Regions from separate parts of the Mus musculus genome. Here all the other regions are linked to region 3. A link is a contact called in public Hi-C and promoter capture Hi-C data. All regions are on one chromosome and are shown on one strand. Each heading gives the region's core, a stretch centred on a gene start, on an enhancer-like site or on the middle of the called end of the contact. The rest is flanking DNA. Distances are from core to core; before and after follow the strand shown. Region 1 holds the start of Atxn1l (ataxin 1-like). Region 2 holds the start of Ist1 (increased sodium tolerance 1 homolog (yeast)). Region 3 holds the start of Zfp612 (zinc finger protein 612). Region 4 holds the start of Dhodh (dihydroorotate dehydrogenase).

Region 1 (2,975 bases), core at 68-2,567, 340 kb before region 3:
TTCGATTATTTAGCAAGTCAGAAGTCAGCCTGAGCTCCATAAGACCCTCTCAAAAGAAAACAACCAAAACCAAAACCGGGGCCAACGAAGTCCTAACAACTGGATTAGCAGTATTGACTAGTACCGAGGAACCTGTTCTGTCAAAGTCAGAATATTGCAAGCTCGATCCAACTGAAGGCAACGTTTACTTAAGATAGGCATGGTTCAAGGGTACACGAAAGATGGAAATGTGGAAAAACAGATTCCTAATGCCACAAATAAATCACCAAGTGGGTACAAGTCACGCACTCATTCTTCATCAAACGTTTAATTGAAAGCACTCAGCTTTCTTTCATTTTCTTAATCCCCCAAAATGATGCTTGCCCTCTGTAGCTAAAAAAAAAAAAAAAGCTAAGGAAAATCCGTCTATGGGTCACCGAGGAGTTAGCAAACACAAAATAATGAAAGGACGGAAAGAGGCAAAAAGAAAGCTCAGCCTGCCCACCAGGTTCCCACAAGGCAAAACACTTCAAAATCTGAAACCGGGTGTGGGTGTAGGGTGCAGCTTTGGAGAATTTCTCATGGGAAATGACACAACTTGTGGCCCTGAGCTAAGGGGCAACGGAACTATTCCAGAGACCTGCCAACCTAGCCGAGAAGGCAGCTCCTCTTCATGCAGGGAATGGAATCAAGAGACTGCACACCGAGGGGGACCCAAATTCACTGAGGGAGAGGTGCGCCCCACAAAAAGGGAGCAGCAAAAAGGGAGAGACACCAGGGATGATGGCTTTTGATGATCCTTGTTCCGACAGGGGTACAGGCCTGAACTGGGGGAGTCTACGTTTAGGGTTAGTCGGGGTAGGGGGTCGGACGTGGAGGTGAGGCCAGGCCCCGCTGGCGACGCTTCCTTGTTTGGGGCCCCTTCCCGCCCTGAGAACTCGGACATCCTGACCCGCGGGGACAACCCCGTCGGGGCATCAGGGCCTGAGGCCGCCTTCTGGGCCAGGCGGGAAAGCAGCATCTAGAGGGGCTAGGCACGGCCTCTTTCGCTCGCTCTGCCCGCTGTTTAGGGGGCCCGCGGCCGGGGTGAGGCAACGGGCTTCTAGGGGGGCCCTTCCACTAGAGCTCCGAACCCAGGCCTGCTTGGCCTCAGGCCATCCCAGCGGCCACCGCTCCAGGCGACACTCACCGGCCCATCTCACGGAGCTCCCAGGACTCCTCCCGCTCGTCCCGGAGCCGCCGCCACCGCGGCCGCCGCCATCCCCGGCCCCGGAGCCGCCCCACACCCAGCGGGCACCCCCCCAAGCCGGGCGCCCGGAGATGGCGTTGAGCGCATCCCGCCCCCCCCCCGACGCGGAGAGATGACGTCACCCTGGCCTGGGAGCGCCGCCTACTTACACAGGAGGAAACTGGCCGCCTGCCCATCGTACCCAGCGCCCCCCTTTGGTGGGAAAATGAACGCCTGTCCCACTGAATGGGTCCAGGGAGTAGGTGATGTTTCCTTAAAAAGCTCCCAGACCTGGATTCCCTGGAGAAGTTTTCACAAGCTGTCACTAGAAGTCCAGATAGTGGAGATCCCTGGGGCCTTGTTTATGATGCCCCAGAATTTACTGGAGTAGAAAGATGGAAGGGTCATTGTAGGGTCAGGGTGAGAGAGAGCTGGGCCCAGACCTTTTCAAGGGTCAAGAGCCTTGTAAAGTTAGAAATAGCCTGAGGCAGCCAAAAAAAAAAAAAAAAAAAAAAAAAAGTGTGCCTGTGCAGGACCTAGAAAAAGATGAAAAAGTACTGAAGACCTGGGAGTGGGTGAGCAATAAGGACGGGATTCTTACTACAGTGGAAAGCAGGTTGGCTTAGTGAATACAGGGCTTGGCTACTGGTTTGGAATATTGTCACCCATATAATGCCAGTTCATACTAAATACTTGAATGAAAGTTTGATTGGCTTAAGCAGACACAAAAATGAATGGCTGATTTAGGTTGCTGATTGGAGGGGGAGGATTTTTTTTTTCTTATTTGTTCATTTGTTTTTGAGACAGGGTCACAAGTAGCTCAGAGTGGTTTTGAACTCACTGTGTAGTTTAGGGTGAACTTGAACTCTTAACCGTCCTGCCTCTATCTCTCAAGTTGATGGTATCACTGGTGCATTCGTTTCTTTTCTGTTGCTGGGATAAGACACAATCAAGGCAACTGCCAGAAGGATTTGAGTTTGTGGTTCCATTTGAGAGGGTTAGGAGTCCATTGTGGTGGGAAAGCTTGGCAGGGAGCAGCAGCCATAGAGGCTGGAGCAGAGAGGAGGGGGTCACATCTAGAACTTAGAAGCACAAAGCAGAGAGACTGAACCTGGAATTGCCTGTGGCTCTGAGCCTCAAAGCCAGGTCCCTAGTGACATAGGGACTCTAACAAGGCCATACATACCTTAATAGTGCCACTAACTGGCCACCAAGAGTTAAACATCTAAGCCTATATCGAAGTTTCTCATTCAAACCACCACAGCAGGCAAGCCCCACATTTGGCCAATAGTTGGTCTTGTGTTCAGATTACATTTATACAGAAAAAGTGATTATGCGTGTTTTATATAAAAGAGAGAGAGAGAGAGAGAGAGAGAAAACAGAAGTGTTGGGAGCCGCGCCCACATTCGCCGTTACAAGATGGCGCTGACAGCTGTGTTCTAAGTGGTAAACAAATAATCTGCGCATGTGCCAAGGGTATCTTATGACTACTTGTGCTCTGCCTTCCCCGTGACGTCAACTCGGCCGATGGGCTGCAGCCAATCAGGGAGTGACACGTCCGAGGCGAAGGAGAATGCTCCTGAAGAGGGACGGGGTTTCGTTTTCTCTTTCTCTTGCTTCTTGCTCTCTTGCTTCTTGCTCTCTTGCTTCTTGCTCTCTTGCTTCCTGCACCCTGGCTCCTGAAGATGTAAGAAATAAAGCTTTGCCGCAGAAGATTCTGGTCTGTGGTGTTCTTCCTGGCCGGTCGTGAGAACGCGTCTAATAACAA
Region 2 (2,977 bases), core at 381-2,880, 390 kb before region 3:
GTGAAGCAAACAGTTGAGAGTGCCAACTTAAGGAAGAAGGAATTTCAAACTTTGATGTGTGTGTGTGCACGTGTGCATATGCATTTGCAAGGGCCACAGTACAAGCGTGGAACAGTTGTGGGTACTCTTTCATGCAAGTACCAAGGATCAACTTATACCAGGCTTGGCCACAAGGGCCTCTAAATGCCTAGCCACCACATGAGCCTTCCTCCTCGTCATTCAATCCAGCTCCTAGCCTACCTGGTGCTTACTTGCAGAGGACCTGGGTTCAATTCTCAACACCCCCACGGTGGCTCACAACGGCCCAATAACTCTAGTTCCAGGGGATCTGAAACCCTCTTTGAACTCCACAGGCACCAAGCACACTCATGATGCAGATATGCCTGGGACCCTAGATAAAGGGTCTAGGCAAAACACCATACACATAAAATAAATATTTAAAGAAAAAAAAAAGGAAACCTCGTTATCAGTAATTTAAGGGTTCCACATGAAATAATTTTCATAGACTACACTTCGTTTTGGGAAGTGTTGGCACTTTAAACCACAAAAGGTTACATATAATTGGGACCTGATCCCGATTAGAGCCTAAATTAAGTGGATCAGAGTCTACTTAAGGACTCTAGAGGCTCGGGTCTTGTTAGAAACCAGAGGCACAAGAAGAAAAAGAGAAAGGCTACGAAAGTAATCAGGGGAAGAAAGCATTGTTTTTATCAAGTGAAAATGTTAAGAAGCCGCGTGACTTAAACACAAGGATGCGGTGAAGTTCCCCCACGAAGGTCAAAAAACCTTGAAGGGTGTGAGATGTTAACAAATGTACCGACTAATATTTTACTAAGCTGGAAAAAGACATGCATATGGAAATGGAAAAGTCTGACTGAAACAATGAAACACAGGTTGATTGTTTGATGGAGGGATTATACTGTTTTGTTCTCGTAAGAACAAAAAAACAAAAACAAAAACAAAAACAAACAAAACCAGAACAAACACCAAGAAGGCACAACAAAAGAAATGACAGTCTCCTCCCGGGAGCCATTCAACAACAACAGACTGTACACAATAAGCCCCCGTAGCCTCCCCCTGACATCAGTCGGCCGCAGCCCTGGTCCGGTCCGCATCCTAGCTCAAGTTCAAGGTCCTGAGGGCCACGCCTGACCCCAGGACCCGGAAGAGGAGCGCTCCCTCGGGCTCTCCTGGTCTGACTCACCCCGCAGCAACCGCGGCGGTGGGGACAAGGCCTCCCTCAGGGTCCCGACCCGACCGCACTGCAGAGGGGTGTCTCCTCAGTGCCCGGCTCATGCCGGGGGCAACAGCGACGCCAGCACCTGTCTAGGCGGTCCCACCTCCTCCCACGGCCGGAGCCCGACCTCAGGCCTGACCCCGACTGCCAGGGCTTCCCCCGCTGACACGGCGCGGACGGCTTGTCCTCACGGTCCTACAGACTAACGCTGGGGTTCCGTAAAAGCGGGACGTAGATGGAAGAGGGAGACAAAGATGCTTAGGTCTAAGGAGGGCACGCTCACCTGGAGGGATCCGGACGTGAAAACGGAAGAAGCCGACTTCCGAGGAGCCGCTCGGCATCCAAAATGGCGACTCCCTCGACCTCCCCACCGCGGACTCGAGCGGAGGAATCCAAGGGGGCGGTGTTAGCCACGCCCTACCTAGCAGGGATTGGCTGCGCACACAACAAGGGGCGGAGCGAGGGACTATTTCCCACGGCGGAGGCGTGGGACCTGACTTGTGACACTTAACGTCACGCAGTGGGTTGAGTCATTTGCTAAGGGCGCGCCTTGCAATTTGCCCCGGGCGCGGCGGGGCGGGTGGAGGCTTCTCCTGGATTCTGTGCCCGGTACCCTTGTTCCAGATTCTTCCAGCCCCTGGAAAAACCGGCTGCAGACTGTCTCGCAAACGCCCGCGGATCCGAGCGGAGTCTGGCTTCCCCACTTAGCTCACCGGTCGGTCGGTCGGTCGGTCGGTCGGTCCTGGGACTCCGACCTCGGAGGGATGGTTGGGCGAGATTCAGCGCTGTGGAGCCGACTTTCCTCCACCGCCTCTCTTTCCACCGACACTGTCCGCCCCGCACCTTCACTAATGTACTCTGCACAGCCTCCACTCTCGCTCTTATTTTGTATCTGTATTCAGAGGCTTTTCTGGGCTTGAAAGCGAGAAAGAGCCTTCCTGTTCTCTGGCTCTTGGCCCTGCTATGAGGCCACAGCTATCAAGACCAAAACTGTGGCTTGTCTTGGGTCAGTGGTAAAACGAGGACTGCAGGTTACTTTGGGAGGATAATATGAATTGAAAATAACTGGCTTGTAACCATGTGCCGCTGTTCAAAGCTCCAGGATACTAGGACCTTAGAATTACACAATATTTGGTTCCCATAAAATGTTCAGATCGTTCCCCCAGCAAAATATTTGCATAGAAAAATTGTAGTTCTGCAATGAGATCATGACATTTGTGGCTAACACTTTCTACACACACAGTCCCAACAACAAAGTACAATGATAGAAAAATTTCCCCTGAAGCACAAATTAGTTTATTGGGCTCATTTACAGACCATAGGTGACAAGTCACTTAACAAGCAAGTGAGTAATCACTCTCCTTCAAATAAGCTTGCACTGGAAAGTATCCAGTAGAAATGAAGGCTTCCTGGCATGGATGGAGCCCACTTCCCTACTGCTCTCCAGCCCACACTCTAGCCCCTCCCCAGGCTACACGTAATTAGGGCGGAAGTACGTTCAACAGCTGGTATCGATTGCAGGCATACCCAGGTGAGGGTTCCAAGACCCTCTTGGCCCCTCCTTCAAATATGATGATCTTTGGGCACAGCTACATTCCTGAAGATGGCTGTTGTTTGGCTCCGATGATAGAAAAGTATCGCAGCACTTAAGGGGCAGGTTGTTCATATTTAAAGTGCCTAGGGACAACCCAACCGAAGGTGCGAATGTGTGTGGACATTGTTTAGATACAGTTTCAAACT
Region 3 (2,945 bases), core at 22-2,521:
ACAATGGCAAATATGTATGCCATTAGACCAAAGTAGTGTTGTTACTATAAATCATTTTCATGTATCCTCTACTATGTATTACTTGTGGGTCTCTAGGCAGTGCCAATTTTCAGTTCCCGAACAGAAGTCATGTCTACAGAGACTGACTCATTGAACTATAGTGCTGTTGAGATATTGGAATGCTACAGGTGCCAAGGCTAGCTAATTATCTTATTTTGGGCCAGTGTTACCACTTTGAATAACCATTTCTTGCTTATTTTTCTGTAAGAACTAACATCCTGTAATATAGATTAAACACCTGTTGGGATCTTGTAACAGGCCATTGACTTCCACCAACACAAAAGCCAAGAAGGTTATCATATAGCATCCATCTGAAATATAGAAAGGCGACCCCTATCTTGCTGTACCGACCTCTCTGATGCACCCAACCAATATATCTTTTTTTTTTTTTTTCTTCTTTTTTCTTTTCGAGACAGGGTTTCTCTGTGCAGCCCTGGCTGTCCTGGAACTCACTCTGTAGACCAGGCTGGCCTCGAACTCAGAAATCTGCCTGCCTCTGCCTCCCAAGTGCTGGGATTAAAGGCGTGCGTCACCACCGCCCGGCCCAACCAATATATCTTAAACTTTGATTTAGGACTTTTTTGATCTGTAAAACTATAAAACTGCTTCCGCGTTGGAACGTGGAATTTGGGGCAACCTAAATCTGGGCTCCTGGGCTATGATCACTTAAATTTGGTTTGAGAATAAACTATCTCTTATCCCCTTTAAGGTAAGAGTTGTTTTCTTGTGTCAACAGCAGGTAGTTATGAATTTCATGGTAGGAAATCAGGTTGTTGTTGTTGTTATTATTATTATTTGTCCTGGTTTTTGAACCCAGAGTGCCCGAGAAGCAGTGTATCATTAAGCGCCATCTCCAGCCTCAGCTTCCAGAACAACTGCAATCAAGGCCCAGCAGCAGGCCTGCATGACATTACATAACATTTATTTTTAAAGTGGACCCTGGGTCCTCCAGCCTGTGACGCACTGGCACAGTCCACCTGCTGGCACCTCCAGCTTTACCAAGACATAAACTCGGGTGGCCTTTCTCGGGTGGGTCTATCCAGTACTCCAGGAGTAAGGGTCCTAAGACATCAGAACCCATGGCCCACGACAAAGAGCTTGAGTCCTAGGCGACAGAGAACCGCAGAGGCCAGGCGGGCACCCCAGAGAGGGAGGGGGCAGCACTCCTAGAGGGGCGGGGTCGGGCCGGTGACGCACTTCCGGCCGCGCGCGGACCGTGCTGCGCAGGTGAGTGCGGACCCATTGCGGTTCGCGGTGTGTCTTGGCGGACAGCACGCAGGGGCTCCCGCAGCCAGCCTCGCGGGCCACCAAGTCTCCGTGTCCACAGCGGTGACGCTTGAGTGGCGACCATTGTCAGACCCAGAAAACTCAGCAGGTGGCGGATCGGGGAAGCTGTGTCACTTCACAGAGGGGTAGCTGCGTGCGGGGGCGAAGCGGCTCGAGGTGACATCGCAGGTCTCTTGACCCGCCGCGGCCCTGCAGGTGTGTACTGCTTGTCCCGGGCTCCAGGCAGGGTGAAGGGCGCGGGGCCACCGCAGGGAAAGCAGGGCCACTTCTCAGCCGTTGGGGACAGAGCGAGCTTAAGGCCTGGTCTGCTGCATCGACGTCAGGCCCCACACATGCACACAAGATGACGACATGGCAAGAGTACACACAGACTAGTTTCAGAATTGCTGCTATTTCATACCCCGTAGAAGGCAGTGCGACATTTGGATGGATGCAGGTCTCTTACGGCTATAACCGTAGCCAAAACACTTATTTTTCCAAGGTGGGGAGCAGGGAGAGACAGAGACAGAGATAGACACAGAGAAAGAGTTTTAAGAGAAAGAAAAGTAACGGATGCTTACCTATGCGCAGCCAGATAAGAACGAATCTGGTCCTTATGCTGCATCCATCAGTGTATTCGTTCTTCATCTGACTCTCAGACTCTTCCCACCCTCAGATGTAACAACTATTTTGAATTTTGTGTTTACCACAGCCTATTTTTTTAAAAGTGTATACATATGCAACAGTTTAAGCTTTGTTGTTGTTGTTGTTTTTGAGTACTTGGTTAATTTCTAAGTAGTGTCTATGTCAGCTGGGTAAGGTCCAGCTATAAAAACAATACAGAAGCTGTATTTTCAGGGGATGGGTAGGTTGTTTTCAGGCTGGTTATGCATCACAAATAGTGCTGACGATGGATACTTTGTGCATGTCTCCTACACATGAGAATATCCATAGGAATACATTTTTCAAGCTTTTTTATTCACAGGCAATTTTCATACAAATGTAGAATGCATTTGATTCATTTCACACCCCCCCTTCCTGGGCACCCCCTTTGTAGACATTTTTAAGATTTGATGTGGATATAGAGTTTTCCAAACACATTTGGCATCGAGTGTTCCTGGTCAAGGGTTAATTCTGAGCCAGAGGAAAATTTACAGCCTGATAGTTTTTTAATTGCCAAATAAGTCATAATGAAAATGGCTGGGGAAACTCCTGCAATTTGAAGAGGTAGAAACATTTAAAAATCCTTTTGTAGTCTAGGTTTTTCAAGATGTAGAACGTAGGACAAAGGGTTTTGTTTTGTTTTGTTTGTGGGAATTTAGCTATGAGTAGAATATAGTCGCCTGGACAGAGTGAAGGACAAAGATAGCAAAATAGAAAAAAAATATAGACAAATTAAATATAACAGTTCAGTTGGGCAAAGAATGATTGACACCACAACAACTTGTAAGACTGGGGATGCCATGGGGCTGGGTATTTATAGACAGGAGAAGACCTGTACTGAAGAGCTAGCTCAGTTGGCTTGTGCCTGGAGCTTGCCTTATTTGAACCTAGTTTGATCAGCCTGGCCACTATGATTGGCTGAGACTCAGTTCTGAAGTTAGGTTTTGAATGTGTTT
Region 4 (3,068 bases), core at 200-2,699, 470 kb before region 3:
ATAATATAAAAGTGGTTACAATATAAACATAGCTTAAGTCTTGTTGGGCAGAGAACCACAACCCAGTCAAAAGTGCTTCCCTATGCTTTTCGATAACTATCACTGCCAGATGCTATGTGGCTAATGCACTCATTCGATCCTTCACCAAAGGCAAGCAAACCTGTTCTTCAGGAGAGTGTAACCCAAGAGACAAACTAATGGCCACATAAACATAGAGCCATGACAAGTGACATGAAGGGATAAATCATGGAAGGATCTTGAGGAAGCGAGTAAAAGCTGACTTTCAAAGGTTAGACACAAGCTAAAGAGGAGATAGCAGCTGGAGAAGAGATCTCTAGGTGGATGAGGCCAATGAGAGGGGCCAAGGCATGGGGGAGGGATAGACGGCTGCTTGGAACTAAAAGGAAAACACTGCTTTAAATGAAACAGGAGAAAAGAAGAGAGGCGTCAGCCAACATTTGGCTAACAGATTTGGTTTAAGTGCACGTGCTGCTCTGCCAGAGGAACTGAGTTCGGTTCCAGCTCCCATGTCAGGCGGCTCACAACTGGAGCTCTAGAGGATCCAAAACCCTCTGGTCTCAGAGGGTATCTGCACTCACGTGTGCACACACGCACGTGCGCGCGCGCCTACACTTTTTTTTTTTTTTTTAATGGGATTTGTCCACTAAACAAGGAAGTAGCAGATATGATCAGATTTGCCTGCAACACAAACCAAGTATTCATTCTCCCTCCTCGGGGAGTTTGCAGAAATTCCTCAAGTCAAGCACCAGTATCTGTGCCCTTTTTCCAGACCAGGGTCACAACTAAGAACTCTTCACATGGAACTTCCATTCTGACCACACTTGATCCAAAAGGGTGGCCTTATGTCTTATTTCATCCCTCCTTGGAGCGTAGGCGATCGTGTCCTCACAAAGGCCCGATACTTGGATCAATTTAAAAAAAAAAAAAATGCCCGCGTATCTCTCAGGTTCAGCCTAGCCTCTGCCCACATACGCTTGCTTTTTGCATGCCCTTAGCTGTGCACGTGCAGGTCACACTTCAAGGGTCCCAGCCTTTCAGTTTCCCAGCCTCATCCCCCTCCCTGCCGGTTATCCACACCACGAATGAGCTTCCCCGCGCAGGACTCACTCTCAGCTGTCTCCACGCCATGCTCCTTCTGCCATTAAGCCCGCCTCTGCCTGCATCCCATTGGAGAATGTGGGCTCGGCTCCACCTATCTCCCAAGCCCCACCAGCCGGCCCGCCCCTAGACGTTGATTGGACAGCCGAACGCGTGCGCTCTGCCCGGAGTCAGGCTCCGTGGCGGGACGTGCCTACTTTCTGTCTTGTCGCTGTCGCGCCTCCTAAGGGACGCTGCTCTGAAGTCGCGCACCCTTCCTTCGGTGCAACCGTGAGGAGGAGGCTTCCGGAAGTCTCGAGTGGGGAGCAGACGCTTCCGAAATCTGCAGACCAACCCCAGCGCCCGGTAGTGCGCACTACCCTAATGCTTCCCTGTCCCTGGGAAGGAAACAAAGGGCGATGCAGCCCGAAGGTTCCGCACGGTTGTCTTTATGCCGGTGCTGCGGTATGGCTTTCATAGCCCCCTTTCTGAAACAGAAATCCTAAGAATTCTGTTTTATCAGGGCAGTGGTGGCGCCGGCCTTTAATCCCAGCGCTTGGCAGGCAAAGGCAAGCATATCTCTGTGAGTTTGAGGCCAGCCTGGTCTACAGAATGAGTTCCAGGAGAGCCTAGGCTACAACATGGAGAAACCCTGTCTCTACAGGGAGAAGGAAAAAAAAAGTACACTCATGCAAACACACAAAAATTTACCCACTGGTTTTAAAAGTAAACTCTGAGGTGTTGATAAGTAAATATGGTTTTATTTTTAAGATAATCTTATGGTGTAGGCCAGGTTTTTCTAAAAACCAATCCTGCCTCAGCACTCAAGTGCCTCTGTGCCAAGCGTTTACAGAGGCCAGAGGAGGGCATTGAATCCTCTGGAACGGTAGTTACAGATGATTGGACCCACGTACTCTGGCCCTTAACCTTATGTTTGTATCCTATTGTCCCCCTTCCCACTGGTCCCCTTCCTTTTCTGGAATAATACTTCCCCACTTTAGGTCATAATTTGGGTCAGGTTACAGGAGGCTGGAGAGATAGCTCAGCTGTTAGCACTTGATGTTCTTGGCGAGGACCCAAGTTCCGTTTCCAGCACCCACATCAGGTAGCTCACAACTGCCTGTAACTCCAGGACCACATTTCTTCTGGGGCACTGTACTGGTTTTCCCATACCAACAGGTAGATGTGTGTGTGTGTACACATAAATTCTAAAAATAAGTCCTTTTAAGGTCTGTATCCTGCATACAAGAAAAAAAGCATATTTAGCAGTCTGAGATTGGCTTGCTTCATGTAACATGATCTCCAGTCCCATACATTTTCCTGTAAATTACCTCATTTTATTCTTTCTAATGGTTGAATGTTGTTCCATACCATATATGTATCATATATATCATTATCTTGATCTGTTTGTCTGTTACTGCTTCCATAAACTGGCTGTTGTGAATATTGCTCCAAAAAACATAGATATACAGGTACCTCGGTCATATGCCAGCTTGGATTATTTAGGGACTATACCTAGAAGTGACGTATCTAGGAGTTTGGGTTAGTGATTGAATGTTTGTTTGTTTGTTTTAAATTTGTTGTTCTGTGTGTGAGAGAGTTCAGACAGCAGCCTGCTATGGCAGACATGTGTAGGCCAGTAAATAACTCTGGGGGGGGGTGGGGGCGGGGGCATGGTACATGTATAAAGATCAGGGTACAACTCGCAGGAATCAGTCCTGTCTTTGCATCATGTGCTTTCTGGGGACAGAACTCAGGCTGTCAGGTGTGGCAGCAAGCACCTTTGACCACTGAGCTGTCTCACTGCTTGAGGATGGGTTTGTTATATTGATTTTGAGTTTTGGTTTTGATTTGGGGTTTATCTGTGGCCTGGAACTCAGAAGTCTGCCTGCCTTTGGTTCCCTAATGTTGGGACCAAAGGTATATACCACCATGGTGTATTTATTTTGTATCGTGGTATTTTCCTGAAA

The links. Promoter capture Hi-C pulls out the DNA fragments that hold promoters and counts their contacts. A called contact is a pair of places that touch in the nucleus more often than the background predicts.
Region 1: a promoter capture Hi-C map of liver shows a contact between it and region 3. The contact joins the promoter of Atxn1l here to the promoter of Zfp612 in region 3. A contact is called at or near these places in 3 of 39 promoter capture datasets (the 3T3-L1 cell line and liver).
Region 2: a contact with region 3 is called in a promoter capture Hi-C map of liver. The contact joins the promoter of Ist1 here to the promoter of Zfp612 in region 3. A contact is called at or near these places in 3 of 39 promoter capture datasets (embryonic stem cells and liver) and 1 of 484 Hi-C or Micro-C datasets (the C2C12 cell line).
Region 4: a Hi-C map of embryonic fibroblasts shows a contact between it and region 3, with 4 times the contacts expected there. The contact joins the promoter of Dhodh here to the promoter of Zfp612 in region 3. A contact is called at or near these places in 16 of 39 promoter capture datasets (the 3T3-L1 cell line, 3T3-L1-derived adipocytes, the HPC-7 cell line and 8 more) and 4 of 484 Hi-C or Micro-C datasets (B cells, adipose-derived mesenchymal stem cells, embryonic fibroblasts and 1 more).

Annotation. Positions count from the first base shown.
Region 1 is chr8:109,736,463-109,739,437 of GRCm38.p6, forward strand. It overlaps Atxn1l (ataxin 1-like), which reads right to left and starts at 1,318. Exons shown (of 4, transcript NM_001080930.2): 1 at 1,169-1,318.
Region 2 is chr8:109,691,664-109,694,640 of GRCm38.p6, forward strand. It overlaps Ist1 (increased sodium tolerance 1 homolog (yeast)), which reads right to left and starts at 1,631. Exons shown (of 10, transcript NM_028018.2): 1 at 1,521-1,631.
Region 3 is chr8:110,078,463-110,081,407 of GRCm38.p6, forward strand. Zfp612 (zinc finger protein 612) reads left to right here and starts at 1,272. Exons shown (of 5, transcript NM_175480.4): 1 at 1,272-1,542.
Region 4 is chr8:109,607,224-109,610,291 of GRCm38.p6, forward strand. Dhodh (dihydroorotate dehydrogenase) reads right to left here and starts at 1,450. Exons shown (of 9, transcript NM_020046.3): 1 at 1,129-1,450. The coding sequence starts at 1,149.